Regions from separate parts of the Ovis aries genome. Here region 1 is linked to region 2. A link is a contact called in public Hi-C data. All regions are on one chromosome and are shown on one strand. The core of a region is the stretch at or near the end of the contact, and the rest is flanking DNA. Distances in the headings are between cores, read along the strand shown. Region 1 overlaps WWC2 (WW and C2 domain containing 2). Region 2 has its middle 17 kb from the start of WWC2.

Region 1 (6,262 bases), core at 1,784-4,283, 130 kb before region 2:
CCACTCGGGCTGGGTCCTTACTGTTTCACGAACGCTTCATAGACCCCGCTGTCCCCAGCCACCGACTCATCCGAGACCGCAGCCGACACACAGGCGGTCTTCTCCCCCAGCAGGCGGATTCCTCTTCTTTTTGGTAACGATTTTTCAACATCTAGGGAGACGAGAGTGATAGCAACCATTAATATTTCTTCTTAGGAAAAGTTAAGTCTAACACACGCACGCACGCACGCACGCACACACGCACACACGCACACACGCACATGGTTTGGTTCTGAGAAACTCAAAATAAAATTTCCACTGAGAATCAAGGATGTTACTATTCAAGTCAACAGAAGTGGATGATTCCAGGCGCTATGACTTACAAAATCCTGGGATGCTCGTTATTTTGGTCATTATTTGGGAAAGAATCTGGTGTTCCCGTCCCGGGATGTTTTAAGGGGAGGGATCAGTGGCACACTGTCTCCTGGGTCCTCTGCCTCCCTCGTCTGGGTGATCACTACAGATGCCACGGTCGGGGATAAGAAGCTGTCTGCCTCCCTCAAGTGTTGGAGAAGTTTCTATAACAGCTTCTGGCACTCGATGGAAGAAACGTCTCTCCAGTCTCCATCTCCCCAGCTGCTGCTCTAATAGAAGTTAAAGGGGAAACGTCTTTGACTTACAGAATTCCTCACTGGCTAAATACCATTAAAAACTGTGAGTTACTGAATCCTCACTGACTCCCACTTAACTTTTATCTCTGACTCATATTCATGGCTGGGCGTCCTGCAGAGAGCCGGCAGCCTCCTCTGAAGCTGCGCTCCCGTGTAATAAGCTGCAAGCCTATGGTGCGCTTTCATCCTCGGCCAGTGGAGAGCCCGGCAGAGAGCAGGGATCCACACTGGTATGCATTTCGCCCCCCTTCTGAGTCGTGACTTTACATCTTGTTAAGATGTTTAAGTCTTGAGGCTCTAGATTCTGGATTGATTTCTGCCTTTCCCTTTCTATTTCTGGCAGGGGGAAGGCATCTTCCTTGATGATGGAGTGCCTTCTCTCCACCCACCCCTCCTTCAGGAGTGGTGAAGGTGATGACATGATTTATTGATTACCCCTAGGAATAACCACAGCAGCCTGACAGAGAGTGACTGCGGAAGGACTTCGGAGGTGTTCTTGATTTCCGCCATCCAGCAGGGACAGGATGAAATGCTCGGGAACTGGGGTCCTTCAGGCCCAGAGCACAGGAGAAAGGCACAATACCCACTCTTCTCTCTTCCCTCTCTCTTGCTTTATCTTCCCTTTGTAGATGTCAGTGGTTTGTGGTAGGAACTGGGTTTGGCAGAGTTTGCACTGCTCCGTGTCATAGGGGTGATATTAACTCCCATGAGCGGCACACTGAGGGCCAGGCATGGCTGATGCTCCTGATGCATTATGAGAGCATCAACCTTCCCAGCACCCCACGAAGTAGATACCGTGTTGCCCCCACCTTGCAGGTGAGGAGCTAATGAGCCTGAGAGATGGGGCAATGTGCTCGCTGGAACTGAGGAGCCCCTGAGATGTGAGTGCAGGTCGGGCGGGCTCTGGGGGGTGGCGGGCCCCAGTGCCACACACCGCACGCCTCCCTGGGGGCAGGTGCGAGGCCCTGCAGCAGGTCTCTGCTTTGCTGGAGCCATTCTGTAAACACTGCTTCGGTGCTCCTTTTCTTTGCGGCTGATTATTTCAGTCAACACGTCACTTGCAGCTTTGGCACCTGCCGGGCGAGCAGCACACGAACCACCCAGCATCTCTGTCTGCACCCCGGGCGCTGGAGTCTCTTTCTTATCGTGTTCGGGGCGGGCTCCTCAGACCACAGCTGTGACCACCTGCCAGCCAAGGTGCACGCCATCCCAGGATGTTTACAACCACATCCACTGTATTAAAAGCTCTGGCCTCGCAAAGGTGAGCAATTAAAGCGTAGGAGACTCCCCCTCTGTTTCTGCTTCTCTGAGCTCAGGCAGGAGTGGGAACTCAACCCCATGGCAACTAGCTCTACAGCCAGAAGGTGGCAGGGCGACACCGCAGGCTGGGACCGCTTTCTCCAAATTAACTCTCTGCGGAAAGGGAGAGTCTGGCATGAAACAGAAACTGTATTTATAGAGAATTCCCATAGCAATCTAAACATTGAACCTTGGTACTAATTAGCTGCTATGCTAATTGCCTTGGTTTGAATCTGTTTTAGGCCAACTTTGAAAAAAAAATAAAAAAAGTCCTCTTCCCCACCTCACTATTTCAGAAACAGCCCCTTATCTGGAAGCCTGAAGAATGTTCACAAAGTATGTCCCCAGGCAGCTCAGGACACTGCAGGGTTCCAGACGACAAAATGGACATTTAACGGTTAAATCTATTAAATACGGAAGGCGATTTATATTCGATGAGAAAAAAAAAAAACAACTGTGCGAGTTATAGCAATAAACGTTCTTTCCCAAATGAAGCCAAAATGAAAAAAGAGCAGCAGAAAGAGAAGGGGGACGTGTACCAATACTTGCTCCCACAGAAAAAGTAACCTCCCCTCATCCCTGAAGATGGTTTGGCGGGGGCAGCTTAGAGCGTGGTCTCTGTGTACCTGCGGGCCCCTCGTACAGTGGCTCCTGAGCACACTCGCCAAGCTCCTTGTTCTCGTCCAGCAGAGACGGGGGCGCTCCTCCCGGGTCAGGGTCCAGCAGCAGCTGATGCTCTCTGAGGCTGATGTCTGCAAAGTGACCGCTCAGCTCACAGTCCTCAAAGTCAGCAGAGAACTGGTGGAGGGGGCCGTCGTGGGGAGACATGGGGAATGCGCCTTCCAAGACCAACGGGGAGCCGGGCGGGGACAGGGAAGACAGGGAGGACCTCGAGGACAGGGACGTTACGGACTTGGGGGCCTCTGCCAGGGGGGTGGGGTGGCCTGGGGCTGCGGCCGCCGCCCCCCCGGGGCCGCTCTGGCCAGGCTGGCTGGGGGACTTGGCCACCTCGTGTTCGTGGATGGTGGTGATGGGGCCGGAAGGCATGTAGCCGCCTTTCTCCTGCAGGAGGAAGTCCAGTTTGTACTGATAATCCGCGTCCAGCTGGTCGCCCTGGCTGGTGTAGTAGAGCTCGCTGGAGCTGAGGGAGTTGAGCGACCCTCTGCTGGATGTGTTCAGGGACCCCCGGCTGGAGGCCAGGGAGCCCAGGCTGCTCCCAGAGGACACGGACAGCGTGCTGGCGGAGAGGCTGGGAGAGGAAGGCGTACAGTGAGAGCCTGGACGTGGGCTTCCCTGGCGGCTCAGTGGCAGAGACCCCGCATGCTGAGCAGCCGTGCAGCCTGTGCACCACAGCTGCTGAGCCTGGGAGCTGCAGCTACGGACGCCCGAGCACCCTGGAGCCTGTGCTCCTCGACAAGAGACGCCACTGCCACAAGCAGCCCAAGCACAGCAGCTAGAGGGGCCCCTGCTCGGCACAGCTGGAGAAAAGCCGGTTCAGCGACGGAAAACCAGCGCAGCCAAAATAAATAAGTAAGACCAAACAGAAACAAAGCAAGAAGCTGCGATGATGTGGATGGAAGCCCTTGCTGGCTCCTTTGGCAGAGAGGGAAGGAACCCAGTGATGTCAAAGATCAAGGTCAGCGACCAGGGAAAGGGCACCTGCAGCCACGCCACATGTTTCCATGCCCAGTCTCAAACATTTCCAACCCGGCTCTCAAAAGATTCTCTGAGGAGCAATCCTACCTTACCAAAAATCATCCTCCTTGTGTAAAAGTTTACAAAAAATTTAAAAAGGGATCAAACATCTACTGATAAATCTATCCGCATAAATATCCAGAAGCAACTGTGCAACTAAAGATATATAAAAGTGTGTGTGTGGAGGTAAACAGCATGAAGGGTTACTGCTGTGACTTTACTTAAAGAACGAAATCTTTTATTGTGAGAGAGGAAAAAGCCAGCTTCTAAAGACAAAGGCCGCTAGGCTCACTCCCCTTCTTCCTCTTTCTGTGTATATTTTGGAAGTGAATGTGTGGCTATTTTAGGGCAAATCTCCCTTTTTAAAAGAAGGGATGATGTGGAGAAATGTGTTATTTTCCTAAGTATGTCCTGGTCATTAAAATATATCTTCTTCCCAACACACTGCAAACAGCTTCCAAATAGGACCCTGGGGTTCATGAAAGCAAACAAACAAATCTCTCCAACTTTAAATCTGGTCATTCAGGTTTTAACCGTACTAGTGCAACTATTTTCTTACTTTTAAGTCATCAAAAATAAAGAGGAGGTAATTGAAGCAGAATTGCAACATGCCTGAAGGTAGCCAAGAAAAATTTTCCCTTCAGGAACAAAACAGACTTACTTTTTAAGTTGTGAATGCAAATATGTAGTTAATTTAGTAGTTTCTTCAAGTTTCTGTAGCAGCTCTTTCCTTCGCTCTTCCAATTTCAATCTAGACAAAAAAAAAAAAGGAGATAAATAAATTTATTTTCAACATAATGACGATAAGCATAGAAACTGAAGGGAGAATAAAAAGATTCTTATTATTTTCCCTTGTGAAATCCAAATGAACTCAACACAGAGAAAACAGAACCACCCATCAGAAGGAAAGTGGTCAGAGCCATCCGCAGCCACTGGGCGAAGGTGGAGGGATGTCCACATGGCCAGTGTTACTAGACCTTGCAGAGTTCTGGTATTCTAAAATTTTCTTAAATGAGTAAAAAAACCTCACACTCACAAATTAGGGAAAGACAGTGGGGAGGAAAAGAAAACAAAGGAGATGAGCGAAGATTAAGGATCCTTCTGCAGGCTCGTGACTTCCGCTTCCGTTACTAAAACATCTGACAACAATAACAGGAATTAGGAAATAACAGGAATTAGGAAAGATCATCTGAGCATGGAATTTGGTAAGGACTGTTCCGAAATCACATTCAGTGACAAGAATTCCAATCTCATTTTGATGAGAATTCTGGCGATTAAGAAACAAATTAGTCCAGTGTCCATGTTGCCAATGTGAGCTAATCTTGGCTTAACCCTTTGAGCAAGCAAAAGACATAAAAGTGATTTCCATTAACAGCACCTCTCATCACCTGCGACTGGATTTTCATGAAATTTAATCCACATTCAGCTGAACAAGTGTTTATGAGATTGAAAAAAAAATCCAGGTATTATGGAACTGTGTACTTGAGTAAGCCATTTTAAAAATACATCAAGCATACTGTCTACATCAGGATCTTTAGACATCATTGAAAAGAGCAGAAGGAGACCCAGGAAACCACCACAATTTCGGTTCTGGGGTGGGCTGCTTACTGGCGTGTGCTTATGGTAAGTCACCTAACTGTGGCTCCTGACTTCCTCATCTGTAAAATGGTGATTATAATCCTGCCGTGTCCACCTGCTAAGGCTGTGCAAGAGATCAAACAGAGCCAGCCACGTGCGTGAAAGAACTCCGCAGACATCAAAACCAATCTCCCGTGTTCAGAGTCTCAGCACACCCCACAAGGTGCCGATAGAAAAATTAGCTACTTTTCTTTGCAGAGAAAGAAAAATTCCCTAATTTTTCAACCTCTTTGAAATCCTATGTACGTTTTAGGCAGCGAGGAAACATGCCCATATTTTATTTATAGATATCTATCCTTTGATGTGCCACCAACACAATTTCACTCTGTGTTAAAATAAAAAAAAAAAAGTAACTCTTGTCATTCTGTTTAGTACTTCAAAGGGTGATAAATTCTTAATTCACAGCTTTCACAGGTGTATTTTGAAAAGGAGTATGGTCCCTTTAAAAAAAAATCTCTTAAATATAAACAAAAACAAGGAAAAATATTAATTCAAAGTAGATGAACTGAATTAGAAGGTACACAAGGTCTGGAGAAAGTCCTTCAATCCACCTGATACAGAAGCAGTACTTTTGAGGTAAGTTTTAAAACTGTCACATGTACACGAAGGTGTTCTGGTGTGTTAAAAAGAGAGACATTACTTTGCCAACAAAGGTCCATCTAGTCAAAGATATGGTTTTTCTAGTAGTCATGTTTGGATGTGAGAGTTGGACTATAAAGAAAGCTGAGCACTGAAGAATTGATGCTTTTGAACTGTGGTGTTGGAAAAGACTCTTGAGAGTCCCTCGGGCTGCAAGGAGATCCAGCCAGTCCATCCTAAAGGAAATCAGTCCTGAATATTCATCGGAAGGACTGATGTTGAAGCTGAAACTCCAATCCTTTGGCCATCTGATGCGAAGAGCTGACTCTTTTGAAAAGACCCTGATGCTGGGAAAGACTGAAGGCGGGAGAAGGGGATGACAGAGAATGAGATGGTCGGAT
Region 2 (6,009 bases), core at 27-2,526:
AATTTCCCGACTCTCTAATTTTACATATGATAGTGTGTATGTTTCAACGCTCTCAATTCGTCTCACCCTCTTCTTCCCGCCCCAACCCCTTCTCCACAGTCTGTTCTCTATGTCTGTGTCTCCACTGATGCCTCACAGACAGGTTCATCAGTACCATCTTTCCAGATTTCGTGTCTGTGTGTTAATAAACAATATTTGTCTTGAATAGCTGTTTTATGCTAGACACTGAACTGGCAGGTTGAAGACTCAGAGAAATAGAATTCTGGAGCCCAAATACAATAAATTATCCAAGATTTATAGAGGAGGTGCACATAAAGCCTATTTAAATATGTAATGCAACACATCTGTGCCCAATCCTTGGCTAAAAGTTTTTGTTTGTTCTTAAAAGTTCAGGATGATGTAGAGGAAATAAAGTCCAACCGTTCAGACAGCCAAATAGCAGATGAAACAGATGGACTCTGAGCTGCCATAAAGCCCAGAAAATCCGCCTGCTCTTCTGGCTCTTATATTCTAACTGGCATGAAAACTCCATTTTTCTGCCATTGTGGTTGTAAGTTGCACAGCCTTCTGCTTTTTTCTCTCTTATATATTGACCCCTCAAAGTTTATATCATGGATAATAGAATGATAATTTATAAAGAATTTACTTGAAAATAAATATGAGAGATTGAGCTCCATAAGACTAATTTGGGCTCCGTGCCCAGAGAAATCTCGTATTGAGAATTTCTTGACTTAAATATATTCACTGGAGCCACCTACTAGCTAAATCCCTTGGTGGATTTCTGTTTAACTCTGTGAAGGCAGAAAAATGTATCACAGGGCGGGTATTGATTAGCATTGAACGTAGAAAGGTTGTATGTGCTACAGTGACTTTCTGTGTGAAAATACACGATGTAACATACATTTGTGTTTGCAAACACACAGCTAAAAGTCATGGTCATCCAACCACTGTTGGCTTCTAAACCATCTGGCTGGTCTTTGGTTTTTGAGTTAAATAGCTACAAATTTCACTCCTACGTTTTGCTCTGGTTTCTCAGTGCAAAAAGAAAAAAAAAAATAGTGTGTTGACAAGTGACAGCAAAAGATGTGTTGAGAAAGGGGGTTTTTCTTTTTAGCAGAGAGCACTCTTGGCCTCTTTTGAAAAGTCCAAGGTGCAAGCTGGGAGACTCTCCTTACAAACGGGTGAAGCAATCTTCCACCTATTTGATTAAGCCCTGTTCTTGGCTCTGTTCAAGCATTCCTGGGGTGTGAATGCCTTTGCTACTCTGGCGTCAGTAAGAATCAGACACTCCCCTGCCTGTAAGTCTCTGACAGTATCCAGGAGGGGGTGGGGGAGCAGGACCGTACAGGTGAAGCTATAAAGACCTGCTGTGGAACTGTAAAGAGGGCATTTCCCTGGTGGTCCACTGGTTAGGACTCAGCGTGTCCATTGCAGGGGGCATAGGTTCGACTCCTGGTGGGGGAACTAAGATCCTGCATGCTGTGTGCCACAGCCAGAAAAAAGATCTGTTAAAAAAACAAAAACAAACTGTCACTCACAAGGAGGAGTGACACTCTTTGTCTCTCCCTCCTGCTGTATGGAAAGACGACTAGAGAGTCTGACTGCTGTTTCTGAATCTGCTGTTTCTTCCCGGTATACTTCTTTCTCTTTCAGTGAAGGTGGAGATGATAGACGTGCATAAATGTGGAGATGTGTGTGTATTCCTTTCTCCCGGTTTTTTTCTGTGTGTGTGCTCAGTCACTCAGTCATGTCTGACTCTTTGGGACCCTCTGGACTGTATAACCTACCTGGCTCCTCTGTCCATGGGATTCTCCAGGCGTGATACTGGAGTGGGTAGCCATTTCATTCTCTAGGGGATCTTCCCCACCCAGGAATCGAACCTGCATCTCTTGCATTGGCAGGCAGGTTCTTTACCACTAGCGTCACCTGGGAAACCCCCCTTTGTATATATGTATGTATGTACGTATGCATATGTGTGTATATATATATAGGAGATAGTTGGATAGCATCACCAACTCAGTGGACATGAATTCGAGCAAATTCCAGGAGACAGTTGGAGAAGGAAATGGCAACCCACTTCAGTGGTTTTGCCTGGAGAGTCCCATGGACAGAGGAGCCTGGCGGGCCATGGTCCCTGGGGCCGCACAGAGTCGGACACGACTGATGCAACTAAGCATGCATGCACAGACAGGAAATAGTGGAGGACAGAGGAGCCTGGCATTCTGTAGTCTGGGGTCGCAAAGAGTCAGACATGACTAGCAACCACATGTGTATTTGAAAGCACACACACACACTCACACATATGCATATATACCGCAACTTCTTTATCTGTTATCTGTCACTGGACACTTACAAATAGTGCTGCAGTGAACACGGGGTACAGATAGCACTTCGACATAATGTGTTCATTTTTTCAGATACATCCTGAGATGTGGACTTGCTGAATTATATGGTGCTTCTATTTTTCACGTTTTGAAGAGCCTCTGTACTGTTTTCCATACTGACTGTACCATTTTCCAGTCTTTCCAACAGGGCATCAGGGTTACCATTTCTCTTCATCCTCACCAGCTTCTGCTATCTCTTGGCTTCTTGATGACGACAGTTCTAACAAGCACAAGGTTAGAGATCTCACTGTGGTTTTGATCTCATCCTATCTTATCCACATTAACGTGCAGAACTGAGGAGAATAATTTGGGTGCAGGCATCCCTCATTCATCCTAGGCCTACTGAAAAAACTTCAAGGATACCATGGATACCGTGGATACCAAGGATGCCATGGCCCTGCATCACTGTTGCAAATGGTCAAGGATCAGAGGCACTCCTTGGAAAGTGTCAAGAATCCTTGACTCAAGTCCATTGCAGTCAAATGCTTTCCTGGGGAGCCTTGCATAAATATTCCTACAAACTCTTCCACAAATGTTACGTGAATTCGTATGTGAAATCCTGCATAGTAAAGAAAAGGAAATGGAACCTCACTTCAATCTCGTTCTTGGGGCAGTTGAAGATCCACAGACTCCCAAGGGAAGGTCTTCAGCAGATAAAGGAGTGAGACTTGGTGGGGGAATGGAGATCTCTGTGAGGGCCGAAACTTTGCAGCTCTTCCCCAGGAAATCAACAGAACTTTGCCGAAGGATGGCTCATCAGCCAGGGAATGCAGGAGATGAGGAATTGAATCTTCTGTGTGCACACAGAGGAAGGCGGATTCATGGAAAGTGATCCCATTGTCAACACTTCAGTTCAGTTCAGTCGCTCAGATGTGTCCGACTCTGTGACCCCATGGACTGCAGCACGCCAGCGTTCTCTGTCCTTCCCCATCTCCCAGAGTTTGCTCAAACTCATGTCCATTGGGTCAGTGATGCCATTCAACCATTTAACCCTCTGTCATCCCCTTCTCCTGCCCTCAATCTTTCCCAGCATCAGGGTCTTTTCTGATATGCAGGTTTTTGCATCAAGTGGCCAAAGTATTGGAGCTTCAGCTTCAGCAGTCCTTCCAATGAATATTCAAGACTGATTTCCTTTAGGTTTGACTGGTTTGATCTTCTTGCAGTCCAAGAGACTCTCAAGAGTCTTCTCCAAAACCACATTTCAAAGGCATAAATTCTGTGGCGCTCAGCTTTCTTTATAGTCCAACTCTCACATCTGTATATGACTATTGGGAAAACCATAGCTTTGATTCTACAGACCTTTTTTGGCAAAGTAATGTATCTGCTTGTTAATATGCTGTCTAGGTTGGTCATAGCTTTTCTTCCAAGGAGCCAGTGTCTTTTAATTTCATGGTTGCAGTCACCATCTGCAGTGATTTTGGAGCCCAGATGTCACTGTTTCTATTGTTTCCCCATCTATTTGCCATGAAGTGATGGCATGATCTTAGTTTTTTGAACATTGAGTTTTAAGCCAGCATTTTCACTCTCCTCTTTTACTCTCATTAAGAGGCTCTTTAGTTCCTCTTCACTTTCTGGCATAAAAGTGGTATTATCTGTATATCTGAGGTTGTTGATATTTCTCTCTGCAATCTTGATTCCAGCTTGAGCTTCATCCAGCCTGGCATTTCACATGATGTACTCTGCATCTAAATTAAAAAGCAAAGTGACAATATATAGCTGTGACGTACTCCTTGCCCAATTTTGAACCAGTCTGTCTGGTTCTAACTGTTGCTTCTTGACCTGCATACAAGTTTCTCAAGAGGCAGGTAAGGTGGTCTGGTATTCCCATTTCTTGAAGAATTTTCCACAGTTTATTGTGATCCACACAGTCAAAGGCTTTATCGTAGTCGAAGAAGCAGAAGTAGATGTTTCTGGAATTCTCTTGCTTTTTCTGTGATCCAACGGATGGTGGCCATTTGATCTCTGATTCCCCTGCCTTTTCTAAATCCAGCTTGACCATCTAGAAGTTCTCGGTTCTCGTACTTTGAAGCCTGGCTTGGAGAATTTTGAGCATTACTTTGCTAGTGTGTGAGATGAGTGGAATTGTGCGATAGTTTGAGCATTCTTTGGCATTGCCTTTTTTTGGGGATTGGAATGAAAACTGACCTTTTCCAGTCCTGTGGAAGAACTGTGTCCAAGGGCAAAGGAGAAGCTCCAACAAGACAGTAGGAGGGCGAAATCATGTTCAGAAGCAAATTCCATACCCACCGGAAGTGCTCAGAGGGCTCAAACAAAAACTTGTGTGCATCAGGACCCAGGGACCCCACAAGAGACTAAGCCAGACCTGCCTTTGAGCATCTGAGTATCTCCTGCGGAGGTGTGGGGCAGCAGTGGCTTGCCGCAGGGACAGGAGCTCTGGCTGCAGCAGACCCCAGTGGCACGATGTGTGGCATAAAACCTCTTGGAGGAGGTCGCCATTATTTCCACCATAAAGCCACTGAGCAGATGACCCAGAGACTGGAGAAGAATTATACAGAAGTTCTCACACTGTTGGGAAAGTTCTAGGGCCCACAACAGATTTCCCAACCTGGCGATCCAGCAGAGGGTCTGAGAACCCCCAGGGAATTTGAATTTGAGGCCAGTGGGATTTGATTACAGAACTTCCACAGGATTGGGGAAACAGACCCTTGGAGGGCACAAACAAAACCTTGTGTGCACCGGGACCCAGGAGAAAGGAGCAGGGACCCCACAAGAGACTGAGCAGGACATGCCCGTGAGTGTCCAGGAGTCTCTGATGGAGGCGTGGGTCAGCCTTGGCCTGCCTTGGGGTCAGGAGTGCTGAATACAACAATCCTGGGATCCGCTGGCATAAGTCCTTTTGAAGGTGGTCGCCATTGCCCCTACCATAGGCCTCAGGTGATGAAAAGATGTCTTTTTCATCAAGGAGGACAGGAATGCAAACGTAGGAAGTCAAGAGATACCTGGAGTAACAGGCAGATTTGGCCTTGGGGTACAAAATGAAGCAGGACAAAGGCTACCAGGTTCCTCAGGGAACACAGCCCCACCCATCAACAGAAAATTGGATTAAAGATTTACTGAGCATGGCCCCACCCACCAGAGCAAGACCCAGATTCTCCCATCAGGAAGCTTCCCACAAGCCTCTTATCCTTATCCATCAGAGGGCAGACAGAATGAAAACCACAGTCACAGAAAACTAACCAAACTGATCACATGGATCCCAGTCTTGTCTAACTCTGTGAATCTGTGGGCCATGCCACATAGGGCCAAGACGGGTGGGTCATGGTGGAGAGTTCTGACAAAACGTGGTCCACTGGAGAAGGGAATGGCAAACCACTTCCGCATTCTTGCCTTGACAACCCCATGGACAGTATGAAAAGACAAAAAGATGCAGCACTGAGAGATGAATTCCCCTGGTTGGTAGGTGCCCAATGTGCTGCTGGAGAAGAGTGGAGAAATGGCTCCAGAGAGAATGAAGAGGCTGGTGGTGGTGGTGGTTTAGTTCGTGCTAATTCGTGTCCAACTCCTGTGGCACCATGGACTGTAGCCTGCCAGGCTCCTCTGTCCATGGGATTCTCCAGGTAACAATACTGGAGTGGGTTGCCATTTCCTTCTCCAGGGAATCTTC

What was found. A called contact is a pair of places that touch in the nucleus more often than the background predicts.
Region 1: a contact with region 2 is called in a Hi-C map of liver, with 4 times the contacts expected there. The contact joins two enhancer-like sites. A contact is called at or near these places in 12 of 16 Hi-C or Micro-C datasets (blood, hypothalamus, liver and 7 more).

The regions. Positions count from the first base shown.
Region 1 is chr26:13,333,507-13,339,768 of ARS-UI_Ramb_v3.0, reverse strand. It overlaps WWC2 (WW and C2 domain containing 2), which reads right to left. Exons shown (of 23, transcript XM_027962647.2): 10 at 4,306-4,395; 11 at 2,576-3,198; 12 at 22-151. Among named protein-coding and RNA genes, the nearest start is that of CLDN22, 33 kb to the left of the region's middle. Within about 2 kb of position 3,033, at least 2 of the 54 cell types and tissues checked have an H3K27ac peak or open chromatin away from gene starts, as enhancers often do. A contact at or near this core is called in liver, where this site is marked.
Region 2 is chr26:13,200,093-13,206,101 of ARS-UI_Ramb_v3.0, reverse strand. No RefSeq gene overlaps it. Among named protein-coding and RNA genes, the nearest start is that of WWC2, 17 kb to the left of the region's middle. Within about 2 kb of position 1,276, at least 5 of the 54 cell types and tissues checked have an H3K27ac peak or open chromatin away from gene starts, as enhancers often do. A contact at or near this core is called in liver, where this site is marked.